Linked DNA regions of Mus musculus: region 2 is linked to region 1. Evidence: chromatin contacts called from public HiChIP or PLAC-seq data. All regions are on one chromosome and are shown on one strand. Each heading gives the region's core, a stretch centred on a gene start, on an enhancer-like site or on the middle of the called end of the contact. The rest is flanking DNA. Distances are from core to core; before and after follow the strand shown.

Region 1 (5,922 bases), core at 2,299-4,798:
GATGTTTCTCCTAGGAGGCTTCAGACCCCTTCAGCTCCCTGGGTACTTTCTCTGGCTCCTTCACTGGGGACCCTATGCTCCGTCCAATGGATGACTGTGAGCATCCACTTCTGTATTTGCCAGGCTTTGGCAGAGCCTCACAGTAGACAGCTATATCAGGCTCCTGTCAGCAGGCTTTTGTTGGCATCTGCCTAGTGACTGGGTTTGGTGGTTGTTTATGGGGTGGATCCTCAAGTAGGGCAGTCTCTGGATGGTCATTCCATCAGTCTCTGCAACTCCCTCCATGGGTATTTTGTTCCCCATTCTAAGAAGGAACAAAGTATCCACACTTTGGTCTTCCTTCTTCTTGATTTTCTTGTGTTTTGCAAATTGTATCTTGGGTACTCTGAGCTTCTGGGCTAATATCCACTTATTAGTGAGTGCATATCATGTGTGTTCTTTTGTGATTGGGTTACCTCACTCAGGATGATATCCTCCAGATCCATCCATTTGCCTAAGAATTTCATAAATTCATTGTTTTTAATAGCAGAGTAGTACTCCATTGTGTAAATGTACCACATTTTCTGTATCCATTCTTCTGTTGAGGGTTATGGTGTTTTTCTAATGTAGGCCTTCATATATTTGTTGCAACAGAATATAGGAAAACATAACCTTTCTTTAAGTCAGAACTTTTGTTAGTTTCTAGTTCATAGCAAAATTGAATACAAGATATAGAAACTTCTCATATTATCCATTTTCCCTTTCTACAATCTCCTCTACTATTAAACACCCACACCAAAGATTATGTGTAGTCACTTTTAGTAAGCATGGCACCTCAAATGTGTAGTTTACATTTTTATTCACTTATGTACATTTTATGTTAGTTTTCATTTGGGTCTTGACATATATACAGTGACATATATCTATTATTACCATGGCTATGAGTTTGTTTTGCTATCCTTAAAAATCCTCATATACTGTCTTAGCATCTATTTCTTTATTTTGACTCCTAGGCTACCACTAATCTTTTTACCATATATCTCTCTATCATTTCCATATTGTCATATAGTTGGAATCATGGACTATTCCACCCTTTCATGCTGCCTTCTTTCAGTTGCTGATATGCCCTCATGTTTGGTTTGGTTTGGTTTGAGACAGGGTCTCACTATGTAGTCTTGGTCAGCCTGGAACTCTCTTGTGTAAACCAGCGTGGTCTTAAAGTCATAGACTGCCTGTCTCTGTCTCTTGAGTGCTGGAATTAAATTTGTGAACCACCATATTTGGCTATGTAATTGTTTTGCTTGCTTATACTGTGTGTGTACCTAAGTGTCTATAGAAATCAAAAGAGGGTTATTGTATCCCCTAGATCCCCCATGTTGGATCTGGGAACCAAACCTGGGTCCCCTGCAAGAGGATCAAGTACTCTTAACCACTGAGCATTCTCTTCAGCCCATGATGAAGATTCTGTTGTCTGGCTATCCTATACTTTATTAATTTACATTACTGGAATGCATTTTGATTGTTTCCAAGTACTAGCCGGTCTAAGTATGATTGTTTAAAACATCTCTATATAGGTGATTATTGCAGACTTAAGTTTTTTGCTATTTGATTGAATATTTGGCAACCTGATAGCTGGTCCATATATTTAGAGTACCTTAGTTTTTTATTTTGGGCTCTTTTTAGAGTGGTGTGTGTGTGTGTGTGTGTGTGTGTGTGTGTGTGTGTGTGTGTGTGTGTCTAGCTGTAGCATACACTTGGAGAGGCTAGAATGATCAGTGGGTATGTATGCTCCTTTGTGACTGACTCACTACCCTGAGATGGGATCTTCAGCGAATGAGAAGCTCTCCATTTTTGCAAGAGCTCAGATTGTCCCTACCCCTGAATGCTGGGTTACAGGCATGACAGCTTTGTCCAGTGATGTATGTAGTTGCTGGAGATTTGAACTGAGGTCCTCGTGCTTGCATCGTAAGAGGTCTTGCCTACTGAGTCATCTACCTCCCCACTCTAGTTTTGTTGAGACACTGTCTCACTGTAGTTCAGGCTGGCCTTGAAAATCTGATCCCCTGCTTCAGCAGTCTCGAGTGCTGGGATTACAGACACATAATTGCCATCCCCAGCAGATACTACATTTTGTAAGAAACTACAAAGCTGTCTTCAAACCTGTCTTATTGTAAATTGCATTTTGTTGACTATTAGGAAGAATGACATTTTCCCCCAAGTTTTATTAGCCATTAAAGGTTCTCTATATAGCCTTATCTATAGCCTTGTAGACCTTACATCGGTTTACTTGAGCAGACAGTAAGTATAACAAGAGCTTGCTATACTCATTGGTTGGTTTTCATTTATTAGTATGGGGGAGTGTGTGACATTGATGTACAGGTGGGGGGACAACTTTGGAGGGGATTCTGTCCTCCCACTTTCATGTGGGCTCTGGGAATTGGTTGGTTTTCATATATTATTATGGGGGAGTGTGTGACATTGATGTACAGGGGTCAGGCTTGCATCACAAGAACCTTTATCCTCTGAGCCATCTTTGCTGACCTCATATTGGTAATTTCTTGTTTGTATTTGCATTTTTAAAATTATTTACTCCTACCTCCAGCATGATTACAGAGACAGATGAACTGAAGTGGTGAGGGAGTGAAGAAAAGATAGACATATAGACACATGTACAGGAAAGCTGGGGTAAGGTGGTCCTGGGTATTTCTGATGGAGAAATCACAGCACCCAGAAGTTATCGTGCATATATAGATTTGAATGGGGAGGTTGGGTTATTATGTACAGCTGAACAAGGCCATTACACAGAGATAAACCAGGAGGCAGGGTTTACGGTATACAAATAGATCAAGGAGACATGATTAGCCAATCTTGGTAGGAACAGGTATCTTTGTAGGTAGGGGAGCAGTCATCAATCAGGCTGTAAACATCACAGGAAGGGAGCTCTGGTGAACAGTTTCTGCAGCTGATATAAGTATCCACATTCAGACCCCTGAGGAAGGCTTTGCTATTTCCCTCTGACCTTCACCTTCAGCTCCTGCCCTTGGGAGTGGGGGAATTTACCATATTCTAATTAGTCTGAGGTCTTTGACATAGCCAGTTTATGTCAACAATACAACATTCTTAGGGTTTCTTCTACTCTCCACAATTTATTTATTTATTTATTTATTTATTTGTGTGTGAATATATATGCATGTGTGGAAACCAGAAGATACTGGATCTTCAGAGGTGGAGTTACCGTAGTTTTTGGGTCACCTGGTTTGTTATGTAGTGTTGGGCTCTGAGATCCAGTCTCATGATTCCCAGTGCTCTTTAACCCAGTCTGATCTGTTGGGGGGACTGGAGCAGATCTTGCCTTGGTGATATCTGTTCTCAGCATTTTGACCTTCTTCTTGTCCCCTAAAGACAGCAGTGTGTTACTGAGAGAGGGAAATACGTCTGTGTGCTAGTCCTTTAAGAGAAAACCTAGCGGAAGTGATGTGCAGAGAACATCTGCACTTGGGGCTGAGTGGGGAAAGCGAGATGCGCTGCAGCTGGTGTAAGGCCCTGGCAGGCTGAGGCGCTGCTGTCTGTTGGGGTTTACTTCTGTCTACATTGAAACATGGCTTGGGAGGGGGTGGTGGCCTGCCGCCAGCCTCAGTTAGCCTGCCCTCCTCTTTCCTCCTCACCCACTTCCCCCAGCCTCCCCTCCCTCATGCTTTAAAGTCACATTTCCAGGCCAGACGTAGAATTAATCTCTGGGCACTTCACATTGCTGGCAGCTGAAAGCAGGATGTGGGATTTTTTTTTCTTTCTTTCTTTTTTTTTTCCTCTCTCTTTCTCTCTGTGTCTTGGCTGACTTTTTTACCTCTCGAAGAATTTGGAAGGCCGTGAGATTCCCCCCCCCCCCCCAAAGTACTGTGGAGTTTTTCAGCTTGCTGATCACCCTGCTGCGGCTTCACCCTAATAGACTTCATATGTTGATGCAGTTGACATCAGTATCAAACTATTTTACATGTGATCTGGTGTATTTCCTGAGGAAATCTGCAAGATATTTATTAAGAACTAATAAAATAAACCTCTCCATGAGTTTTTAGGTAGTTTTCAATTTTTCATGTCGCTCTCGTTTCCTCTTATCAATGAGTTGCTATTTTCTCTCTCTACTCTGACCATTGCAAAAGGAAACAAAAATAAATGTTTTAAACTGTTCCTGAAGGGACAGGAGAGAATAGTTCTGCCATGATGTATCAGCTAGGGCTGTATTTTTAGTGCAGCATTGTAGAAACTAAAAATATCCTGTTATAGTGGATCCTTTTTATAGGTCTCTTTTGCTCTGTCTCGTTCTCTGTGTGTGTGTGTATGTGTGTGTTTATAATGTTGTAAGCACAAGTGCCTTTGTGCATCAGCAGCCGCTCTTCTCATTACAGCTGGACTCCATTAGTCCTTGAAAATTAATGTAATCCTAGTTAAGAAAAAAATTAATTACTCTACCAGAGCTGTGTTTCATCCAAAGCTAGTGTTAGCTCCCTAGCTGGCAGCTTAGTTTGAGAGGCTCCAGGGACCCATGGAGTTGTGGCTTTGGTATCATAGCATTTGCTGCTGTGTTTTTCCTGTTGAGAGCATTCCTCACTTCTTAAGGGTTACACATGTGGCATGCAGAGTGACTGCAGACCCCTCTGCCTCTGTGAATTACTGTTCCCGTCTGGTCATCCCCAGAAGGAATGTCCACCACAGGCTTAACTCACCTGCCTCTGCTGGTTTTCTTCCTGGGTTTCTTTATGACAGAGTTGTTTTCTCATGTGCCCTGCAGAAGAAAAAAACCTTTGTGAAAGTCTTAAGAGGTGGGCAAAATCTGCCAAGGAGAAGTCTGTGTGGATGATTAAGAATGACAGTCACAGGCTGAAGAAGTGGCTCAGTGGTGGATCAATTGCCTAGTATGCCTGAGGCCCTAGGTTCAGTCGCGCGCGCGCGTGCGTGCGTGCGTGTGTGTGTGTGTGTGTGTGTGTGTGTGTTTAAAGCAAAGTAAGGATGACAGTCATGATTTGTTAAAGGTTTGGGCAAGTTTGTTTAATGCATACCTTTTATTATAAATGAGCATGTTAGAGTTGACTGCCAGTTTCTAATCAGACTTCTTAGCACCAGCCCTGAGGAGGGATGGACTGGCTCATCCTGTGAGTAATATTTCCAGCATTGTGATAAGTGATCTGGGATGTGGTATGGGGCACAGTCCAGAACTGACTGTAGTCTGCTTGCCTTCACAACATAGATCTTGTATAATTGTCTGCTTCTGATGACCTTTGTTTTGCCTCTCTGGGGACCTGGTAGGGTTTGGGGCATGGAGAAGAAGATGTGTTATTTGTCTCCTTAACTGGTCAGACTCTCCAGGCCCTCTGCTGAGTGGTCAGGCAGGATCCATCTGTCTTGGACGACACTTTTCTTTTTGTGCGGAGCTTGGGCATGAACAGCTTAGGCCTGGGTAAGTCACGCCAGGCCTCCCAGTGTGCCGTTATGGCATGAATTCTTGTGGAGCTGGTCAGAACAAAAACAGGGTTAGTGCCCTTTTGTTTCTTTTGGGCATGGGCTCTTGAGGCTTGTATTGGGACCTAATGTTCTTTCCTGCTGCTAACTGTAGGTCTTCTTTGGCTCCTCCTTCTTACCCTGTAGCTTCTTACCCTGGTTGAGCCTTCAGCTTCCGGTATTTGATCCCTAAGCACTATAGTTCAGTAAAAGTAATAATTAGGCATTTTACACATGTATTTTATTAGTGAAGAGAGCTGGTGTGTGATGGGCTGTAATTCTAATGCATTCAGTTTCCAGATTTAAAAAATGTAAAAAGAACAGTTTTTAACAGAGGCAATGGGCCTGTTATTTAGAGTTCTCAGCTAAGCCGAAATCAGAGCAGCGTGGGACCTGTAGAGAGCTGTGCTGCTGAGAAGATGCATAGCCACGTTCCTTGTTGTTACAGTC
Region 2 (5,922 bases), core at 2,502-5,001, 550 kb after region 1:
TGTTCTCCTGCTTGACCCTGCCTGAAGGACAGGCGCTTGGCTTCAGCTGCTCTTCTGACCCTCTGATCCTTTCTCCGCTTGTCTCAGCTGGACTAGAATCCCCTGCAGTTGTATTTCCCTCTTTCTACATAAGCAGGTATCATCTTTTGAATATCCTCAGGGTGGATGCCTTCCTACAAGTATGCCTTGCTGCCTGACTATGTGCCTTTGGGAAGTGAGTGTGACCTTGAATTACAGCATTCCTTCCATGCAGGGGTACAGCGAGCACAGTTACCTTTCGTGCCCACCAGGGCGTGTTCATGCATACCTGGCCTTGTCACGGTGTCCTGTCTCCTATGCCCATCATGTGTGCCCTTCCCACGCTTCTCAGTCTAAAATGATGACAAAAAAGCCACTTGTGTGCTAAGAATTTGGGAGAAAACTTAGCTGGTCACCCTGGCCTTGTACCATACACTTACAGACTTGCTAATGTTCCTTTTCAGCCCTGTGGTACCCCCCCCCCCAACAATCTTGCTTCTTACTAATATTCTGCAAAGCATTACTGACTGAGAATTCACATACCACCCATTTCACCTAAAGCTTGTATATTCAGTGAGCTTTAGTGTATTTAGAGATGCGTAGTCACTTCAGTCACCTACATCACCCCAACAGAAATCCTGTCCCATGTGTGCCCCCCCTGCCCCCCCCCTTTGCCTGTCACTGATGCACTCTTTGTTATTTTGGGTTTGTCTGTTTGGAGCATTTCATGCAATGGATCCATATAACATATGCTTTTAAAGAAAACATTATTTATTTTATGTGTAAAGGTGTTTTGCTTGTGTGCATGTATGTGCACCACAAGCATGCAGTGCCTGTGGGGTCCAGTAGAGGGCATCAGATCCCCTGGAACTGGAGGTTGTTAGCTGCCATGTGGGTGCAGGAAGGAGCAGTACCCTCCGGGTGTGCTCTTCTGAGCTGCCTTTGTTCTCTCTTAGCTTACTGTCTCCCAGGTCCACACCTGTTGTAGCATGTCTGCTCTCCTTTCTGTAATTGTGTATATACCTTTTGTTTATCTGTTCATCTTGATGGACATTAGGTTGTTGCCATTTTTTGCTATTAAGAAGAATGCTTTCCCAAGCATTCATGTGCAGCATATGCTCATATTTCTCTTAGGAGTGAATGTACCTAGGAGTGGAATGCCCTGATCGTGTGGTTATTTTGTTTTAACTGTGAAAAACCAGCTCTGTTTCCAGAGCGGCTGTAGCTTTGTATTTCTGCGGGAAGCTCATGCCACACCTCCCGGTTCTCTCCAGCACTTGTTACTGTCTAACTTAGTACAGCCATTCTAGTGGGTGTGAGTGTGTGTGCGTGTGCGTGTGTGCGCGCGTGTGTGCGCGCGTGTGTGCACTCGTGTGCGCGCGCATGCCCCTGTGGAGGTCAGAGGACAGGTGTGAGAGGTGCCTCTCTTCTTCCCCCATGTAGGTGCCAGGGGTTGAGCTCAGGTTGAGAGCCTTGGCAGTAAGTGCCTTTACCCAGGAGCCACCACTCACTCAGTCTGTCTGTCTGTCTGTCCGTCTATAATTTACTGAGGCAAGGTCTTACTCTGTGTCCCTGGCTGTCTTGAAAATTGTTATGTAGACCTTACTGGCCTCAAACTCACAGAGATCAACTTGCCTTTGTCTCCCAAATGCTGGGATTAAAAGTATGCACTGCCTCTCTGCTTTGTTTGTTTGTTTGTTTTAAGACTGAACCCTAGTTGGCCTGAAATTTACTATGTAGACCAAGCTGGCCTCATACTTGCAGTGATCCTCCTGCCTCTGCCTATCTTAGAGCATAGACATTTACGAAAAAAAAAAAACAAACAAACAAAACAAAAACTTTTGACATATTCATTGCTCATTTATTTAATCAAGAGCAAAACAAGGCAAAAATAATGTCAGGCATAGTGTCACAGCTACCCCCATTTTGGTAGCAAGGAATGGGCTTGCAGTGGCCTTCTCTAGTCTTGCTAGGGTTTTGCTATAAGCCTCTGCTGGCCTAGGACTTTGAGTCCTCTTTTTCTGCCTGAGTACTGGGCTTCTGGGTATGCTCAAGCTACAGTCACGACGATTAAACAAAAAGGGCCCCAGACAATAAGAAAAGGAGCATTGCTCAAGAGAATGTCCCCAGCACCAATAGCACTGTTGATGATGACGTGGTACAGGCTCTTGAGCTGGGAGAGGAGTTGTGGCTGCTTGTGGGCAGGATTTGGTTTGCTCCGGTGTGTTGGAATCCATCCCTGAGCTTCTCTGTGTAGCCCTGGCTGTCCTGGAACTCACTCTGTAGTCCAGACTGACCTCAAACTCAGAGATCAGCCTGCCTCTGCCTCCCAAGTGCTGGGATTAAAGGTGTGCACCACCATGCCTAGCATTTTTTTAAAGCTATTTTATTTAATTTGCATGAGTGGTTTGTCTCTGTGTATAAATGTATGTATATGGCACGTGCAGTACACAGAAGACAGAAGAAGGGGCTGGAGTTACGGATGACTGTGAGCTACCCTGTCAGTCCTGAGAACCAAACCCAGATTCTCTGCAAGAGCTTTAAGCGCTTGTAACTCGCGAGCAGCGGCTCCAGCCCAGGTTGTGGTGTCTTAGCACGGGCCTGTAATCACAACTGAGTTTCTGCAGAATCATTGAGGGTTGGCCTTGAAATCATTTCAGATGGGCCCAATCTTGCTTTGCACCCATGTGAGTGGTCATGTTAAAAACAGCCAGAGCCTTCCTAATCTTTGCTTCCTGGAGGTGCTAGGTGGCTCCCAGGGTAGCATCAAGTTGGAACAAATCCCCTGGTTACACTCAAAAACTCAGTCAGGACTTGGGGAGCCACCTGTCTTGTTAGGACTGTGATTGGCACCTTCCAGAAACATACTCTGAAAACCAAAAGCAGCTTTTGCTGACATCTGGTCTTTCTGGGACTCTGATATTTTTATTTATAAAATGACACTCATTTCCCCAAATAGATTCTTATTTTTAACGGGCTTTCTCCCTTTGAGGGGTGCTTAAGGTTTACAGCTTTGCTCTCTGACAGCCTCCTTCAAATACAGCAACTGTGGTAAGCCCTGGCCTGTGTAAGGAGTGGCGGGGCAGTGTGCAGACAGTCATGTCTTTTTCTCTGTCTCTGTCCGGGAAGGGAAAAAGAAAGCTTGCCATTAATTTGTGGCAGTTGCCTAGACTGCTGTGCTGTGAATTCCACAGAGGAGGGTGGCTGAGACGTGAGGCCTGGCCATTGCTAGCTGCTCCCTTCCCTTCTCCCTTAGGCGAGGCCAACAGCCCAGGACAGCTATAAATGTACTCCAACACAAAGTCATAAAGCTTACCTAGGACCTTCCTGGCACTCTTGTAAGCTCAATTGCGTAGTTCTTTGGTTTGAATTTTGCAGATGAGAGTGTTGCGTCACAATGTCAAAGGTGAGATGCACCTGTGACCTAAGCCTGCCTTTCTCCATCCATCCCCTCAGCTGCCCAATATGTTCGGCGACCTTCGGTCCACATTTATTGCCTTGATGATTGGATCCTACGCTTCCTCAGCAGTTACCTTCCCAGGAATAAAGGTGAGGGTGTGGCCAGCCCGTGGCTCTCCACCTCCCAACTCACGCTTTTCCCTAGCATCTGGGCAGAGGCCTCCACCTAGGCCACTGCAGCCTCTCTGAAGAGGTCCGTCATTGTGAACACTAGGGGTGGCTCCTCAGCTGCCCCTCCCACCTAGGCAGGATGCACCTGGCACCACAGGAGCAAGAAAAGAAAACCCCTGGGCCCCGGAAGAGGGGAGCTTGAGTGTTGTTCTGTGGTGTGTGACCCCAGACTGCCTGGGGACAGGAAAGGAGGGTGGGTGAGCTTGCCTCCAGGACACTCCAGCCTGTTGATGTTGGGCTGTTGCTGCCCAGTAGCCAGAGCTCTGCTGTCCGCCAAGTTGGTTCAGCTGTTTCCCTCCCAGGCAGAATTCTGAGCCTGTGGAAGTCACATGGCATCAGGAAGAAGCCTAGGCTCAGAGTCTCCTAGGCTTCTGTCAGGAGGTCACCAAGGGCTCTTCTCTCCCCAAGCACTGGCATCAAGTAGAAGCCCACTTCGGGGGGTATGGGGCTCTGTGATGATGAGAGGGGGCCTCAGATGTAGGCTGGGAACCTGGGGGTCCACGTGCTAGGTGGTAGGAATCTGGCCAGCCACCCTGTGAACTTCCTCTTGCTCCTGGATGGTGGCAGAAGCAGACGCTCCTTGGCTTCTGTGTAGAATGCTAGCCTCCGCCCAGGGAGCTGGGCAGGTACATGCTAAGGCACTTAGAGGACCTCACGTTGGGATGAAATGGGGATGATCAAGACAGGCCTAGGGGCATGGGCCTGTAATGACAACTACTGAGAAGGCTGAGGCAGGAGGGCATGGAACGTTCAAGGGCAGCCTGGGCAAGTTAAGTCTCTACTTATCTCAGCTTTTTTAAGGACCATGAGTAAAGTTCACTGTTAGATAGTTGGCAAGCACATGGGAGGCCCCAAGTTCAATTTCTGGTACAAAGAAAAGAGCTGGGCAGTGGTGGCGCAAGCCTTTAATCCCAGCACTTGGGAGGCAGAAGCAGGTGGATTTCTGAGTTCGAGGCCAGCCTGGTCTACAGAGTGAGTTCCAGAACAGCCTGGGCTACACAGAAAAACACTGTCTTGGAAAGAAAAGAGAGTAGGGAAGAGGAAAAAAAAATAGAAAGAAAGAAATGGTATCAATTGGTGCTGGAATGCTTGGCTCTCTGCCCTCTGCCAGGATCACCACTAATCCTGCTGAAGCACTCTCCAAGTATAGCATCAATACCTGTTTCACAGAGGCACCAAAGGAGCTAAGTCAGTTGGTCTCCTGAGTGTCTGGAGCACCTGCCCTGTGTATACTTAGAGAAGTATCAGTGGATGAGGCCGGCAGGTTCCTGTCCTTGGGGAACTAGACAGTCAAACAGAATGGCTAGGCTGCCTGTGATCCCAACACTCTGGATGCGGAGGCAGGAGGATCAAGAGTTTGAAGCCAGCCAGGGCTACACGAGAACCTGTCTCAAAACAGAGGGGGAAAAACACTCAGAAGAAGCAGAAAAGTCTTAGCCAGGACTGTTTACTGTGACCCAGCAAGGCAGACATGACAGCAATAACTCAGTCACCTTTCAAGATGGTGACATTTGATTCAAATTGGATTCTAGGTTCAGACAGGTTGGGATTATCAGAGCATGGGGTTCTAATAGCCAAACAGCTCAGATCACAGGGTTGAGCCTCTCTATATGGCCCAGCACAGTGAGAGCTCCCAACTGTCCCCTGCCCAATGCCCATTCTGGTTTCCCATTGATAACACTGCTCCCTCTTCTGACAGCTCATCTACGACGCTGGCGCCTCCTTCATTGGCATCCTAGTGGTCTGGGCTGGCTGCTCTGGCCTGGTTTTTTTCAACTGTTTCTTCAACTGGCCACTCGAGCCCTTCCCAGGCCCAGAGGACATGGACTACTCGTAAGTTAGGCATGCTCTCTGCCCTACCCTCACACCAGCCAGGGACCGGGCAGCAACCTACAAACACCCTTCCTATGGCTGCTAGGGTGAAGATCAAGTTCAGCTGGCTAGGCTTTGACCACAAGATCACAGGGAAGCAGTTCTACAAGCAGGTGACCACAGTGGGGCGCCGTCTGAGCGTGGGCAGCTCTATGCGGACTGCCAAGGAGCAAGCCGCCCTGCAGGAGGGCCACAAGCTGTGTCTGTCCACTGTGGACCTGGAGGTGAAGTGCCAGCCTGATGCTGCAGGTACCCAAAACATGACTGTCCCTATCCAGGTTGGCCCAAGAGACCCGGGGGCAGGGGGAGGGTAGCTGCATTTACACTGCAGGTCTAGCCCACAGCCCCCTTGATTGGTAATCACTGACTGAGACTCTGGGTATCTTCTCACTGCATACCTAT

Evidence for each region. HiChIP or PLAC-seq counts read pairs in DNA pulled down with a chosen protein or histone mark.
Region 2: a contact with region 1 is called in an H3K27ac HiChIP or PLAC-seq map of double positive thymocytes, with 2.4 times the contacts expected there. The contact joins two enhancer-like sites. A contact is called at or near these places in 3 of 115 datasets of contacts at active chromatin or transcription factors (bone marrow-derived macrophages, double positive thymocytes and embryonic stem cells).

What each region holds. Positions count from the first base shown.
Region 1 is chr11:75,009,608-75,015,529 of GRCm38.p6, forward strand. The region is part of intron 10 of Smg6 (Smg-6 homolog, nonsense mediated mRNA decay factor (C. elegans)); the gene reads left to right. Among named protein-coding and RNA genes, the nearest start is that of Srr, 87 kb to the left of the region's middle. Within about 2 kb of position 3,549, at least 205 of the 459 cell types and tissues checked have an H3K27ac peak or open chromatin away from gene starts, as enhancers often do. A contact at or near this core is called in double positive thymocytes, where this site is marked.
Region 2 is chr11:75,557,425-75,563,346 of GRCm38.p6, forward strand. It overlaps Slc43a2 (solute carrier family 43, member 2), which reads left to right. Exons shown (of 14, transcript NM_001199283.1): 6 at 3,475-3,567; 7 at 5,348-5,481; 8 at 5,567-5,769. Among named protein-coding and RNA genes, the nearest start is that of Mir3971, 9.0 kb to the left of the region's middle. Within about 2 kb of position 3,752, at least 97 of the 459 cell types and tissues checked have an H3K27ac peak or open chromatin away from gene starts, as enhancers often do. A contact at or near this core is called in double positive thymocytes, where this site is marked.